2 separate regions of the Gossypium raimondii genome follow, and region 2 is linked to region 1. Evidence: chromatin contacts called from public Hi-C data. All regions are on one chromosome and are shown on one strand. Each heading gives the region's core, a stretch centred on a gene start, on an enhancer-like site or on the middle of the called end of the contact. The rest is flanking DNA. Distances are from core to core; before and after follow the strand shown.

Region 1 (3,324 bases), core at 63-2,562:
GATAAATACATGAACTTGAACTATTAATTTTTACTAATTTATTATATATAAATTGTTGAACCGGTGAGTTTTGCTTCCTTGCATATAAATCTATGAACTGCTAGTTTGTAAGTCAATGATTTTATAACAAGATTCAATAGTGTTTACCGAGTTGGACTAACTTTTCAGTTTTAGAAAAGTAACGAAGATCAAATTTTGACAAATTAAACCCAGTAAAGTATATAATGTATATTCTCAAGAAAGAGTTGTAGATTACCTGCATCATTGATCTGATTTGGTCCTTAGAGGGTGGATCAAAGTGCGGCCCAGGCAAACGCTTATTAATATCACTACAGAAGGAATAAATTAAAGATGCATTTAACATAGAAAGCGGTTAACAGTACATGTACCATTGCATGATTATGAAATGAATGAAACATAGAACGTTTAAGCAAAATTCCTCACTTATACACCAGCAAGACAGCGATATATAGATCTTCAAATGTCAAAGTAGCTCTTCCTGATTGATTTTTGACACGCTCAAAAACCTTATCACTGATTTTCCTAATCTGTCTCTTTCTCCATTCCTTCCCTGCAAAAAGCAAGTGTTAAACTATCAAATACTCGCTTATAGCACTACAAACAGTCAAATGTTACTTCCTCTCATTAAACCCAATACTAATAAAATACAGTTTCCAGAGAATATCAAATCCAACCCAGCACGGTAAATATCAATGAAAGCAGAAGCCATGAAAAAACACTTGTTCAAACTAATCACTCAACATGAACATCTACCCATCATAATTCCAGATGCACATTTCTCTAAAGCGATAATTAAAGCTTAATTTGACCTTTACTTTTAAAACAATAAAAATTAGAAATTTAAATTTTCTATAGAAAACAAAAAGTTAGACCTTTTCTTTTTAATTTAAATATAATATAGTCTTTACAAAAATAAGATACGGCTAAAAGAGAATACCTTTCTATGGAATATAAACTAATATATATATATATATATATTAAAAAGCGCCCTTAATTCCCATGATTTAAAAGAATCGACTTCTGGGTTTCAAATATCATAAACTTTTGAATAACAAAGTTTCGAGATAAAGGGAAATTTAAAAGGGAGAGAAAAAAGCTTACCATGGAATTTTTCTAGGACTTGTCCCATGACTTCAGAAACGACGTAGCTTTGGAGATTCTAAAGGTTTCAGTGTGCCGATGAAACAAAGATGAAGGTGTATCCCATGGTGGATTTACGGCGGAAAGAAAAATAAAGCAAAAGACAAGAGGGAAAGGACACTTGATACGGTGGCGTTTCAAAAATTAGAAGTGACGTAGCACATTGAAGGTGGATGATAGTAACGTGTGGATGTGGACATGTGGTGATGTACTTCGCAGATCCAATCTTCACATTTCATCTATGACTTTTGGGTAAACTACGCCCATATGTCATCCAACTATGGGTTATTATCTTTTGTCACTCAATTATGAATTTGTTTCTTTTTTGTCACCCAATTAATCAAGATTGTATTTTTTTGATCCATTTCTGTTAATTGCACTGACGGGAGAGTGACATGGCAGTTGAGAAAGCAATATAATAACAAATTTAACTTTTAACTTTTACATATTATATCGATTTAATCATAATTTTAAAAAATTAACCCTCAAAATTTACAAATTGTCTCAATTTGATCTTAATTTTATTTAATATAAATATAAATATAAATATAACTTTATTATTATTTATTTGAAATATTTATGTATTTTTATATATTTCTTTGAATCTTTTTGAAATTAGGATCAAATTGAGATCAATTGTAAATTTTAGGGTTAATTTTTAAAATTATGAATAAATCAATATATTATGTAAAAGTTAAGGGCTAAATTTATTGTTATGCCGATTTTTCAACTATCATGTCACCTTTCCATTAGTGCAATTAATGGAAATGGACTAAAAAAATATAATCTCGATTAATTAGGTGACCAATTTTAAAAAATTATAGTTGGGTGACAAAAAAAAGAAACAAATCCATAGTTGGTTGATCAATCTAAAAAAAATTCATAGTTGGATGATCAAAAAGAAAATGACCCATAGTTGAGTAACCTGTGGTGTAATTTACCCATGACTTTTTATTTTTATTTTAGGGTAAATTCCACCATTAATCACAAAATTATGGGTAAATTTTTATTTTGGTCACTTAACTACAAAAATGTTACAATTTGATCACTTTCGTTTTCAAATATTTTGTCACCTATGGTTAAACGATAATTTTTAGTTGGTATAATAACAATTTTAGTCCTTGATTTTTATACTTTCATCAATTTGACCCTAATTATATATAATATAATAAAATTTGAAATTCTTTTTAAATTTTAAAATTATAAAAATTTAAATTTAAATAAAAGTAGATGAAATTTTCAAAAATTGATAAAGTGAGAGAAAATGAGGGAAATGTAACGACTGAACTTTTGTTGGTGTCGAAAAATACAATTTCGGAACCCCATTTCCTTAAACTGAGTTCGTAAAGATAAAATAAGAAGATTTACAGAGCTGGTATAAAAATATATTAAAGACCGATTAAGTAATTTAACCGAAAAAATCATTAATTAAAGTTTAGGGACTAAATTGTAAAAGTCCAATCACTATTAAATTATAATTTAGAAAATGCTTGAGGACTTAGTTGGCAATTATCCAAAGCACCTAACTGGTTTTTAAAATATTTTTTTCTGACATAGTAGGAAATGATGATGTAGCCATTTAATTGATATAATTGTAATTAATAAATATAAATATGATAAATTAGTGAAATAAACATGATTAATTAAGATTAATCTATCTTTAATCTAAGCATATATATTAACTTAAGTGGGAGATGACAACATTATCATCTTCTTCCTTAAGCTTTCAACTGTCCAGGCTTGAGAAATAAAAGAAGAAAACATTGCCCATCCATTTAACTTTCGGCCATTCAATTGAGCAGGTAAGGAAGCAATTTGTTGTGATTTAAAAAAAAAAAAATTCTTAATCATCTAAGCTTAGTTCATCACACCCATGCTTTAAATTTTGTAATTTCTAAGTGTACAACAAGTTACCATTGTTGGAGGTTGATGAAATTGAGCTTGATAATGGTAGATATCTAGTTGTTGAACTTAGATTTTACTATGATTGTATTGAAAGATAGGAAAATAGCTTAGAATTAAATATTTAGTTAATTTTCATATTAGGGACCATATTGAATAAAATTAAAGATCATGAAATTATGCTAGAGATGAAAAATATAGGGTCCCTAATGAAAGAATATGAAATTGAATTTTGATCTGATGTAAGATATGGACAATTAT
Region 2 (3,881 bases), core at 211-2,710, 560 kb after region 1:
TGTACCTGTCTTTGACACTCCGACAAGGTTCCATGGATTCAAGTTTTGCAGCAATGTTTGCCACGCATCCGTCTGTTACCTTGTTGAGATATATCATAGGAGTACGCCCAATCAACTATATCAATTTTGTCACAACTGCTCAAAATCAGTAAAGGTTTGACGCATAAGCAAAACATTACTATCAAAAGTAAACAAACTAATGCTTTTCAAGCAACACCTACACAGCAAGACATAATCAATCTAGAAGACTATGGATAAATTTTTTTTACTAGAAATGGCATTACAACATTCTGAAATGTTAAGTGGTATGTCATAAAGTTAACATGACCACATTTTATTGAATCATTCTATTCTTTAGCTCAAAATGTAATCACTATCAACTGCAAGAGATTAAAGAAGCAACAAAAAGGGAAAATAAGAAGAACTACTCTCCTGGTTAAGAAAACTGTCTCCATAATTATAAAAATTAAGGTGGTGTTTCTCCAGAACCAATAAATGACTAAATCCATATTATAGGGTCTAGACCTATGTTACTAAGACTCGGCTGTGAATTGTAAGAGTCGGAAATGGGTATATGCCTGACATGACTGTACTCAAAATTTTCTGGTTTCTAGATGGTTATCTTCAAATTGTTCATGCTTCCAGGTCTTTGGAGGATCATATCTCCATATTCAAGAAAATGAATATTTCAGCAACATAAGTCACACTAACATAATCAATCTCTCAAGTAAATTAAATAGAAGAAACAAGTAACAAAAAGAAAATCAACATTCTAGAGAAGTATATATACTACACTCTTAAACAAGAAAATCAACATTCTAGAGCAGTATATACAATACACTCTTAAACAACAGTAACCACTTCTTAACCACCCCCCCTCCCCCCCCCCCCCCAAGACCCCTTCAAATATTATCCTATAGAAGAGAAGGCAAAGAAACTTGAACAGTAAATAGAATAAAATGCTATTAACCCACAAAAATCACTTCTCATTTCTCCCATTTCAAGGAAAATACAAAGAAAACCAATAAAATTCTTAGCCTCAAAAAGACAAAAACAAAACAGCAACTTGAAAAAAAAAACCTATTACTTCATTGAAGGGGAAATTGGTATTAAAAAAACTAGAACCTGGGTTACATCCTCAGCAATATTAACAGCTTCAAATCCCTCTACTTGTTCTTGTTCTTGTTCTTCTTCATCTTCTTCTTCTTCTTCTTCTTCTTCTTCTTCGACTATTAAAGAAGAAGCTCTTCTTGTTGCAGCAAAGGAGGCACTTTTTACAATTAACATAGGTTTATCATAGAATGAAAAGTTCAATGAAGCATTAAACGGTGGAAAACTGTACTGTTTAGGTATACAAAGAAAGGGTTTTGGAGGAGGGAGATGTAGCAGAGAAGATGATAGTGACATTTTCGTTCTCCGTAGAGGTTTTCCTGAGGTTTTAGATTGGCTCTTCGCTTTTATAGACCCACCCTTATCTTTCCTTTTCTCTTTTTTTTTTTTGTTTTTTGTAATAAATTATTGGTAAGGCCTAATTTCCCTGAATAATGAAACTTTTATATTTTTTAGAATAATAATGAAAGTTTTAATTGAATAATATTTTTGCTTAATTTTTCGGATAGACCACAAACACGTTAGTGACGTACTCTGTTCGGTTGGATTCCGTTTTAGAGAGGAATTAAATTATTTTTAATTTTGAAATTAAAATTGTATTGAATAAAATTGAGATATTCAAAATTGATAAATGTTGGACGGTTTTAATAAATTGAGATTTTGTTGGAAAAGAAATCTATATCAGTTCAAAAACTTAATATTATAATTATTAATTTTTATAGCAATTCTAGATTCATTTATACATTTATAAAGTAAATTAAATATTTAAACTAATATCATAATCATCCAACCATTAAAAAATCATTTTAAGTTAATTATTAAGTTGATAAATCATTCATATACCTAATGTTTTGTTGTCTCATTTCATTAAATTAATTTAATTAGTGCTTGCTTTAATTTGTTATAACTAAGTCATTGCAATATGTCATATAATCAATTAAATTTATAATTATTATATATATAATTGACAACTTATGAATAATTATCTTTTTATAAATAAAATATTATAAAGTTTAATAAACTATTTTTCTTAAATTAAAATTATGCTTAATTATTATATTTAAAATATCCACTTTCTCTAATATAAAACTACATTTTTAGTATTTTTTATGAAATACTGTTATAACTTTAATTTTTGAAAGATATTATCTAATTTTTAATAGTAATAATAACAATAATAAGGTTAAATGAATTAGTCCATATGGATATTGAAATAGTCAATTTATTATTCTTGTAAGATTGTTCCTTTAAATAATTTTTTTCTCATTCAATTTGATTTGAATAAAATGGGTTTCATGCGGAAAATCGAACTCAAATCGAATTATGCGGTTTGGGTGATAACATCAACCCGACATCGAATTAAATAGTACAATACCTGAACCTAACATAATACATCATTTTTAGATTTTCTCAATTTCTTTGCTTATCCCTATGGGTTTATTTATACATAATATTTTGTGTTAAATCAAATTTTATTTTATTAATAAATTTTATAAATAATAATATCATAAATAAATGTAAAAGCTATTGTATCTCACAATTTTCTATTATTACGATTATAAATTATTGCTTTAACAATTAAAATTTAATTTTAATTGATTAATTATATTGTAAAGGTTCATTTTTTATAGGTTTGTAAAATCATATTCTAATCAAAGTACAATAGAAGTAATACAGTAAGGTTAAAACAACTTATTCTAATCAAATATCAAATAAAGGAAGTAAACTTTTATACGGATTCCACTTATGCAGCCTGCACCGTACCACGGGGGTCGAATTGCAACCCAGTCCAGTATTTTGCTTATTAGGGATCTGCGATTGATTGCAACCTTCACCCTCGTAGATCCCCCTATCTTGCCACTTATATTTTATTTTAACAGGAATTTGGGTCACACAACTATAACAAAAAAAAACTACATATAATGCTATTAATATACTTGAAAAATAAATAAAGGAAAAATGTATGACAAATTGATAAACATTTTCTTTGTTATTATGAAGTGAGAAGTAGACTTTAGAAAAAATATGATAAAATGTATAAATACCTCTTAATATGATTCTCGTTACAAAAATATATGAAGTTATGGTGAAATATAAGACTTGATGATTTTGACCATGTGAAAAATCATAAATTGCTTTTGATATGAATTTGATACATGTTTGTATATGAAAGATTAAGAATACCTTTGGGGTGATCAGTGAGTAATATATATATTTGAATATGTAGTTCATGTAAACTTAGTAGATATGTTAAGATACTATTGACATGTTAATTAGGGTCATAATTGCATTTGGTATGGGGTTTGATCTATTATGTGATTCCCTCAATTGAGCATTCTTTGCAGACCATCGGGTATACAAATTCACTTCGAAGACCTTCTTGGTGTTTAAAGGCTTTGCACTATATATCTTTTGGGGACCTTTGGCATTATTGTTGTTAACCAAGTTCATTATCGGGTAATCTGATGGTGTAACACCCCTTACCCGAGACCGTTGCCAGAATCGAGCACGAAGCGTTACCTAACTTAACTTACTAATTCGGAGCATAAAAATTTGCTTTTAAAATTAATTCGCTCACGTTCAATCAATATGTCCCTAAAAAGGATCCTCGAGACCCTAAAACATGCAATGAAAACGGTTCAAGTCCAAACCGGGAACATTAAAAATTTTCCAAATACTTAAACAAATTAAAATAATTTATTTCACTGTTCACAATAAAACTATCAAACTGCACAACAGTCACTAAATTAATTATAACTCGAGTTACGAAA

Evidence for each region. Hi-C and Micro-C count contacts between places; a contact is called where the count stands out from the background.
Region 2: a Hi-C map of leaf shows a contact between it and region 1, with 3 times the contacts expected there. The contact joins the promoter of LOC105783524 here to the promoter of LOC105783490 in region 1. A contact is called at or near these places in 2 of 2 Hi-C or Micro-C datasets (both in leaf).

What each region holds. Positions count from the first base shown.
Region 1 is chr13:27,860,860-27,864,183 of ASM2569854v1, forward strand. It overlaps LOC105783490, which reads right to left and starts at 1,313. Exons shown (of 5, transcript XM_052626867.1): 1 at 1,123-1,313; 2 at 445-571; 3 at 257-329. The coding sequence starts at 1,150.
Region 2 is chr13:28,420,237-28,424,117 of ASM2569854v1, forward strand. LOC105783524 (S-sulfo-L-cysteine synthase (O-acetyl-L-serine-dependent), chloroplastic) reads right to left here and starts at 1,461. Exons shown (of 11, transcript XR_001130102.2): 1 at 1,126-1,461; 2 at 6-115.